Linked DNA regions of Mus musculus: region 2 is linked to region 1. A link is a contact called in public Hi-C data. All regions are on one chromosome and are shown on one strand. Each heading gives the region's core, a stretch centred on a gene start, on an enhancer-like site or on the middle of the called end of the contact. The rest is flanking DNA. Distances are from core to core; before and after follow the strand shown. Region 1 holds the start of Mroh3 (maestro heat-like repeat family member 3). Region 2 overlaps Ddx59 (DEAD box helicase 59).

Region 1 (4,435 bases), core at 1,309-3,808:
GCAGAGAATAAGGGTAATTGTGAGGCCAGCTTGATCTACAAAGTGAACTCTGAGCCAGCCAGTGCCATAGTGCTACATAGCAAGACTCTGCCTCAAGAAAAAAGAAATTAAATTTTTGGTCTGAGAGACTAGAAGTCTTGGGTTGTCGTTTGTTGACCTGAGGGTATCTGAAGAGGGTAACAAAGCCAGGGTTCATTTGGGCCATGGGCCATGTTGATTCTGAGATGTCTACCTGGCATTAGAGTGCAGATATAAATAGGCTTTGGGTTGGGACGTGGTGGCACATTCTTGTAATCCTAACCAGGAGGTTGAGGCAGGAGAATCACAAGCTTGAGTAATTTAGCCAGACTCTGTCTAGAAGAGGAGGAGGAAGAGGAAGAGGGAAGAGGAGGAAGAGAAGGAGGAAGAGGAAGAGGAAATGAAAGAGGAGGAGGAGGGAGAGGGAAGGAGGCAAAGGCCAACAGAATAACACAGCAGGTTATCCAGCTGGCCAAGAAGTCTGACAGTCTAAGCTTAATGTTCTAGACCCATGTGGTGGAGAGACCCATCTCCTGGAAGTTGTTCTTTGACCTCCACACATATGCCATGGCATGCATGCACATTGTACATGTGTATGCACACACATGGTAAAGAAATAAAGTGAAATTAAATTTTAAAGGATTAGGGCTATAAGAACTTGGAATTTGGACACCTCTAGTCTAAAAATCAAGTGTTGGTTAAGAGGTTATTGGCCTGTAGGTAGTATGGAAAGATCTTTCCATACTACCTACAGGCTTTAAACATCTAGGGCTCCACTGAACGTCTAGTTGCCTCTAGGTGAGCTTTCAATATCTCAGACCATATCAACGCCCAGCTAAGCTCCAGGCCTCTGAGGGAGATGAGCCTGCAGAAGGAGCAGGCCTTAGAGAGTAGTTATGAAAGGGATAGCCCTTAGAGTGACATCTCTAGCAAGGGCCAGGGAGCCATTATCACTTCCAAACTGCCTCAGTAAGATTAGTGATACCCAGGCCTACAGAAAACTGCTTACCTGATAAACTTGGCTCTAACAAGACATCGTACATCGATGACCGAAATGTTACTCTGTTCAGATTTCTCTCCTCGGAGTGTAGATTCATTTGCCCACCCAGGACAGGATCCAACAGCTTGTAATGAGACCAGCAGTCAGGCCTGATGAGAGTCTGGTCTTCTTAGTGATGCAGGTTTAGTATAGGGGAAGGCTGCAGGAGGCAGCCTGACCATTTACAAGGACAGGGTTGGAGATAGCAGAACACTTGTTCAGCATGTCCTGAGGCTCTGCATTTATCCATGGCATGAGGGCAGAATAAGAAGAGAAAAGAAAAGAAAAGAAAAGAAAAGAAAAGAAAAGAAAAGAAGAAAAGAAAAGAAAAGAAGAGGGGAGGGGAGGGGAGGGGAGGGGAGGGGAGGGGAGGGGGGAAAGGGGAGGGGGAAGAAAAGAAGAGAAGAGAAGAGAAGAGAAGAGAAGAGAAAAAACAAACAAACAAACAAAACAGAACCACAAGAACTGACTGGACAGTGCCCATGCTAGGTCCTGTTTGCTAGTTTCCCATTTTATCTCCTGTTTCTGGGGAAAGTGCACAACCCCCCTTGAAGAACCCTGACTCCTTATGGGTCATGCAGGCACCAGCCAAGGATCTCCTGTGGCAATCTCAGACTCAAGCTGGCTCCCAGGGAAGTTTCTATCTGTGGTTCTGATGTCTTAAGGTCAGGTTCTGAAGCTGTTCTTAGCAGAGGGTTCTTTCCCATTCTCTAGGATGTCCCTTCTGCCATCCAGGAGGGGAGGCTAAGGACTCTAACGTGCCTGCAACTCCCAGACATGGATGCTCAGGTGTAGAGCTAGCCTATGGACTGAAACTGAAAGGAGTTATGCCCAACCAGTTCCTCACACTGGCACATTTCAAGGCTGGCTGCTTACAAGAACTTAGCTATCCCCCATTTTTTCTTAACAGCCTCCCATATCTATATATCTATAGCTATATAGATATATAGATACTTCAACCTCTTTGCCACCTAGAAAGATTATTACAACAGAACCCTCTGATCAAGCTTTACCTGGAATTGGGGGTGGGAACTGGAGAGATGGCTCAACGGTTAAAAGTGCTCACGGTAACTCCAGTTCCAGGGAAGCTGATGCCCTCATCTAGCCAAAGTGGGCACTGCACACACATGGTACGCCCATATACATTTAAAAAAAAAAACCCTAAAATGTATTTTTCTGGGCCTAACAGATGACAGATGGCTAAAACACAAAACCAAATACCTGCCTGACAAGTGTGAAACCCTGGGTTCCATCCCCAACACAGGAAAAATAAAGTTCAAACTTACCACAAAATAAGTTACATCCAAAATCAAGTCCTTACTGGCCACAGTTAATAGCTACATTGATGTTCAGGTCTGAGATAAGGATGCCCACAGCTTCTCTAGAGGCCCTGGAACTCTCTTCCCTTCCCACCCAACCCCTAGCATGGAACAACCCCCAGCCTAATAAAGCCAGGTCCTTGAAAGCCAGATTCCTACAGTCTCTAGGGCTGGCCACCAAGTGCAGCACTGGCGTCACCCCTGCATAGCCATCTGCCTGGCCCTTTGTGACCTACCTCTTCCTTGACTGTGGAGAGGGACAGGCAAAACAGAGACCCCTTTCTCTGCCTGACACAGAGCTGCTACCTCAGACTCAGGCCACAAGCTCTCCAGAAACTGTAGCCATAGCAGGCGCTCTGCTCTCAAGTCCTGAGCACCCCCTACAGGGCAGCAGAAAAAGTTGCAGCCTCCCTCCAACACCCCTCTCCTCCTACTACCCCTCCCTCTCCACCTTTTGCAAAAACACAGAAGGGGTCTTATGGAGAGCCCCTCCTTACCCAAGGAACGCCTGTTTTTCCAGCCACAAGAACAATTTCAAATAAGCCTCAAACCACTGAGCCTGGGCCATCTGAAGCCAGAGAAAAAGGGATCACAAAGCGCTGAAGTGCCTTCCAAGGTTACTCCATGGAGCTGCCATGAGGGTGCTGAAAATGGAATCTGGGCTTTCCAGATTTTAACAGTTGAGCTAAAAGTTCAGGCTCTGGAGACCTTGAGGAGCTTTGCTGGATTCCCTGTGCTCAGAGAAGCAGCTTGAGTTTCTGTCTGTCACTCTGCTTGCTCCCTAGAGTCATGACCAAACCAGGCAGCCATCTCAAGGAGCCCACTCTGTGCTTGGTCAAAACAAACAAACAAACAAAAAAAACAACTCAGCACACACACAGAATCCTTCATCCTCAGCTGGGCCAATCAGATTTTATTGAAGTATTTGGCACAAGGTTGCCCTGTAACGGAGGGCACCGCCACGGTGCAACCACACGAGATAGCTGTTAGGTAAGACCAATAAGTTAATTAATGTGAAGGATGCTCAGGTGTGGGGAGGCACTAGCACTCAGAAGTCTCTCAGCTCTGTGGCTCAGGATCTAAGGCACTTAGGGATCCAGAGAATACACTGGGTTGGGGGGGGGGCATCTATGCACTGGGGAAGGGGCTCAGAAGCCATACAATATGGCAAGTGGAGGTTGGGACTACTGTAGGGTATGGGAAGAACACCATGACAGAAATGCCTGTGCCCTGAAGGGGAGAGGAGAGTTCTGCCCAGCATCTGGGAAACAAGGGAAGAGTCCCTGTTGAGGGAGTCCCACATCCGGCCTCCAGCCTTAAGAAGCAACAGGTATCTCAGAAAGAGGGCCCAGAGCATATGGGACGTCTCAAGGGGCCCTCTATGCCACTTGTCCTACATAAGGAGACAAATGCTGTCGATTAGTCCAGCTCGACATTAGTCCAAAAGGCCAGACTCTGGGGGATAAAGCATAATCATGTTATTAAAGAATAAGACAAATCACAGATATAAATCCTCAGGTCAGGACTTCTGGGAAACACATGTAAAAAAACCGAAAGGTCTCAGCTCTGCATCATCGGCCTGCGATGAGGGGAGGGGAGATGAAAGAAGCACTTAAGGGTGAGGGGGTCCTCGACCCCAGCTCCAATAGAAAAGTCTTTTCCCGCACGAGGCAAGGCGTTCAGAAGAGTTACACTTGGCTGATAATCTCTCCGTTCTCAGGCACAAAGACTTGCACTGGGGCCCCGTCCGTCGACCTCCGGAGTACGTACACGGGGGGCACCTGTCACAGGCAGGGAGAGAGGAGAGGCGGATGAGCAAACTGGGTAGAAAGGTCAGTGCAGCAAGCTCAGCCACATCGTTCTCTTTGCTTAAAGGCACAGACCATCATCGATAGTGAAGCCCTGGTGCTCTGCTCCTGCCCTCCCCAGGAATGATGCCCCCCAGGTACCACCCCTGATCCAGGTCCTTTGGGGTATGACGGTCACCCTGACCTTCTTCTCCACCTTTCCCGGGCTCATGTCTCATCACCGTCCCTGTCTGACAGGTTGGGATGAGCCA
Region 2 (4,435 bases), core at 759-3,258, 220 kb after region 1:
AAACAGCAGTAGTGGTGAAGAGCACTGACTACTCTCCCAGGGGACCCAGGTTCAATTCCCAGCACCTACATTGCTGCTCACAACAGTCTGTAATCCCAGTTTCAAGGGAGCTGATGACCTTTCTGGCTTTGGGGCCAGTATGATCTTTTGAAACTAACCTGTACAACTGTAGCAGTATGAAAATCACCAGAGTGGGATGGTGGCATATACCTCTACCTATGCCTTACTGAAGTGCCAAAGGCAGGAGGATCATAAAGTCAAGACCAATCTAGACTTCACAGATAGCAACACTGGGCCTCAAGAAAACCAAGAGGATAAAACAGAAACAAAAACCCAGATGTGGGGCTGAGGAGAGATCTCAGTCAGTGAAGATGCCCTAGTCAGCGCGATACCCGAGATCCTACCATACTAAGTGTGGTAGTGCACACTCAGTGTAGTCCTAGAGCTGGGGAGTGGAGACAGGCAGAAGGGCCAGCCAGTCTACCCTGCTTGGCAAGCTTCAGGCCACTGGGAGATACCACAACGAAAACCAGGGAGAATGGCACCCGAGGTGGACCGGTGGCCATCACACAGGCATACATGTCTGTATGTATACAGGTCCATCTCCAGGAACACCACACACACGCAGACACGAGTACACACGCCTATAAACCCAGCCCTCACCTAGAGAAGCAGAGGCAGAAGGACCTCAGGTTCAGGAGCAGCATGAGTTAGAAAGCGACTCTGATTCAAAACATCAAGGACTGGGGGAAGGAGATGTGAGTGACTCTATAGATTAAGAGGATCTGCTGCTCTCGTAGAGGACCCAGGTTTGATTCCCAGTACCCACAAAGGAGCTCTTAGCTGTCTATGACTGAGTCTCAGGGGATCTGACACCTTCTAGTTCCTGTGCGTACCAGGCACAAGTAGGTACTCATTCATGCATGCCGACAAGCACAGTACACATAGGCTAAAAATAAATCTTTTTTAAAAAAGGATTGTGAGTATAATGGATTGTAAAGTACTTGCCTAGCATTTGCAAGATGTTGGGTTCTATCTATTACACCATTTAAAAAATATATTAGAAGAGGAGAACGGTGGCTGGATGTGACTGGTTTCCACACAACAGGTAAAGGTTGGAAAGTGTCTGATAGCCATAGCTTGTCAACTAGAAGGGAAAACTACTGTAACATAAACTACTGTATTATGCATATGATATGCTAATTGTCCAGGACAGTTAAGATCAGGTATAGAATTAAGAGAGTGAGTGTTTTTCACACTATTAAAAAATAGTAATGGGATTTGAACTGCTCCTTAGAAGATGAGAAAAAAATTTAAAAGCCGGAGGACAGGTGAAATATTCCAGTGAGATGAACAGTCAGAAAGCCCAAGTGACTTGTCGAGGAGGAGGAAGGAGCTGGAGGAATTCTTCCTGAGCAGCAGCAGGAAGTGGAGTTGGGTAGCCAGGGTGGGGTCAAATTATAGAGGCCCTGACGGGAGGCAGGAGCTTGTGGATCTGATGTGGGAGACAGTGAGGCCTTCTAAATTACTCGTTGGGCATAGCATGGTAAAAGTGGTGTTTTAGGGAGGCGATCTCCCTGCTCTCGGTACATGAGATTTAAAGAGGAAGGACCCAGAGACCAGGCATCCAGCGAACCAGCCAAGGAGTGAGGGGGTCAAGGGCAGGGTGGAGGCCCCGGGACTGAAGGGTTAAATCTGAGAGTCCCTGTAAAGTAATCATTTATGAGGCTTCTGATGACATATGGCATATGGGGAAAGAAGGCAGCTGGAGAGGTGACTCCAGAAATTATAGCTGTGCCTTTAATTTTAGAAAGGGTAACCGAGTAAATGTGGGTCCTGGTAATATTGTCTGAGCTTGGCCTTGCTGTGAACAGCAGACGACGGGGAATGCTTTTCTCCTGCACAGGGAGTGCACTGGAGTCTGTGATGTCTACTGGAGTCTGTGACATCTGGTCCTCCAAGAGAAGGCTGGAGGGAAGTGAGCCGAGAAGACAGAGCTGAGAGCCTGGCGTGTGAAGCTGCTGCTGAGTCAGTCAGCAGAGGGACAGGAACTGAGAGTGAGACTGTAAGGAGGGGTGATGACTGCTGCGAGAGGAGGGCCAGGACTCATAATCCCTTGCAGTTTGAAACCTCTGCTCCTGTCACCATCTGTGTCTCTTGTCAGGCCTTCCCTTTGCCCTAGAATAGTCCCACAACCCCATCCTGCTCTTTCCTCTCTGCTTCAGATGAGGGACTTTGAAACTGTCCCCATCCCTCTGCATGGGGACACAGCCTTCCTTCTTTCTGTTCTGTTGGACAGGCTGCAGACTGTGCATGCTCTCTGTACTGTGAAGCTGGCTATATCACAGTAAACCGAGCACAGGTCTGCCCAGCTTGGCCTAGTGTAACAGTAGGCTGGTGCTGGAGGGTGAGTTCAAAGCCAGTCTGAGGGCACTGGAAAGATGGCTCAGTAGTTAAGAGCACTTGTTGGCTCACAACCATTCTCATTTCCAGTACTAAGGGATCCAACACCTTTTCTTACGTCCACAGATACCAGGCAAGTACATGGAGCACAGACTTTCATGCAGGCAGAATACTCATACACATAAAATAAACAAATTCAAACCAGCCTGGGCTGCCTGGGAAGCTGTCTCTCCAAATAAATGGAAACAACAAACCAGTGAACAGAACCATAGAACTACTGCCCAGTGTGCCCGGCGAGTGTTATCTCGTCTGCCTTTCTCACTGGGATAGTCTGATTCAGCAGCCCAGGGATCTTGAAAACCTCACTCCAGGTGATTCCTAGATTTGAGAGGTTTGGGACACTGATACACTGTTTGTTACATAATTGGGTCTTATTTAGTGCTTAGAGTTAAAGTTGCCGAGTGTTTATAAAGGGCTTTTGGCATGCTAGTTGTCGTTGGTGTAGTGGATAGAGTGGAAAGGGATGCTTATGAGCTCTGCCCATGGAGCTGTGGCAAGTGTACCTATCCATGCAGTATGGCAGGGACAACCCGTGGGCTTCCTTAGATTGGTAACCACAGGCTGTCTGTGACGTTTATGCTGAGATGTGGATGAAAATACTTCTGGCAGACAGATTGTAACAGAGGACACCAACCCACATTAGTGGTAAAGTCTCGGCATGAAATTTGAAGAATTAAAACCATAAGTATCCCCAACATTAATTTTTTTTAAATTTAAAGTAAGTTAGTTATATAGGACATCCATGGCTAGAAGGAAATAAAACTCTGAAAATCCAAAAGTGATCCCTAACAGCCATGGTGGATCATGCCTGTAAACCTAGCACTTGAAAGCTAAGGCAAGAAGATCAAGAATTCAAGGCCAGCCCAGCCTGCATATCAAAATCTTGTCTCCAAGATCTAAGGCCAACAGATGTAGTTCAATAGTGGGACACTAGCATGTACAGATTCTGGGTTAGATTCTCAGCATTGAAAGCAAAATTGAACCCCCAGGCCCAATACACACAACTCCCTGGTCTTCTCCACGGCAGCAGTGTAACGTTTCAGGGCTTTACTCTGTAGCTCTGTACTCTGACCTTGAACTCAGTCCGCCTGCCTTGGCTTCCTGAGTGCTAGAATCACAGTGTAAACTGGTCTCCAGCTTAATTCATTTCCTGACTACACTGCTTACATTGTTTTGTAGTATAAATAGTATTGTGTCGTACAATGTTTGATAATTTTCTCCAAGCAATCATTTATTACCCAGTAAAGAGCTTTCTGGTCATTTCTCATAACAGCACAGTAATATATGTTGCCATAATTAAAAAGTGCTTTATTGGTAAATATGTGGTGTATCTATCTTCATAGCTATTAATAATAATAATCCAGATCATTAAGTTATACAGTCTATAATTTTACACATTTCCCTGCTGGTCTTTTGACGTTGTAATGTATTTTTCTGTGATTTAATTTTTCTGTCCTTAATCACCCAGCCTTATCCTGAGAAGTTCTGGGTTTCAGGGCTGAGTAAGCCTGACTGCTGACTGCCGACTGCCTTCGTTTCAGGCTGACACCATGTTGAAGATGGGCTTTCAGCAGCAAGTGCTTGACGTTTTGGAACACACTCCTGGTGACTGTCAGACCATCTTGGTTTCTGCCACCATTCCAGATAGCATAGAACAGCTCACAGACCAGCTTCTGCATAATCCTGTGAGGATCATCACTGGGGACAAGAACCTGCCCTGCGCCAGTGTGCGGCAGATCATCCTGTGGGTAGAAGACCCAGCTAAAAAGAAGAAATTATTTGAAATCCTAAATGTGAGTGTTCAAGCTGTCAGCCATGTTTTGTCGCATGTTTGCCTTCCCACAGCTCCAGGGAGAGTGACATTTAAGGGGACTTGGGTGGAAGTCTGGTGCCATTATTTAGTGGTAAATCCCTTTACCACATCAGAATCCTCTAAGACCAAATCAAATTTTGCTTCTGATGTTTGCTTAAA

What was found. A called contact is a pair of places that touch in the nucleus more often than the background predicts.
Region 2: a contact with region 1 is called in a Hi-C map of bone marrow-derived macrophages, with 2.6 times the contacts expected there. The contact joins the enhancer-like site here to the promoter of Mroh3 in region 1. A contact is called at or near these places in 3 of 39 promoter capture datasets (the 3T3-L1 cell line and stem cell-derived epiblast-like cells), 3 of 484 Hi-C or Micro-C datasets (the G1E-ER4 cell line, bone marrow-derived macrophages and liver), 3 of 115 datasets of contacts at active chromatin or transcription factors (embryonic stem cells and extraembryonic endoderm stem cells) and 3 of 9 other capture datasets (adipose tissue, liver and pancreatic islet).

Annotation. Positions count from the first base shown.
Region 1 is chr1:136,210,262-136,214,696 of GRCm38.p6, forward strand. Mroh3 (maestro heat-like repeat family member 3) reads right to left here and starts at 2,559. Exons shown (of 23, transcript NM_001329610.2): 1 at 2,344-2,559; 2 at 1,028-1,142. The coding sequence starts at 1,115. It overlaps Inava (innate immunity activator), which reads right to left. Exons shown (of 10, transcript NM_028872.3): 10 at 3,261-4,157. The coding sequence ends at 4,065.
Region 2 is chr1:136,428,308-136,432,742 of GRCm38.p6, forward strand. Ddx59 (DEAD box helicase 59) reads left to right here. Exons shown (of 8, transcript NM_026500.3): 5 at 4,005-4,256. Among named protein-coding and RNA genes, the nearest start is that of 9230116N13Rik, 15 kb to the left of the region's middle. Within about 2 kb of position 2,009, at least 35 of the 459 cell types and tissues checked have an H3K27ac peak or open chromatin away from gene starts, as enhancers often do. A contact at or near this core is called in the G1E-ER4 cell line, bone marrow-derived macrophages and pancreatic islet, where this site is marked.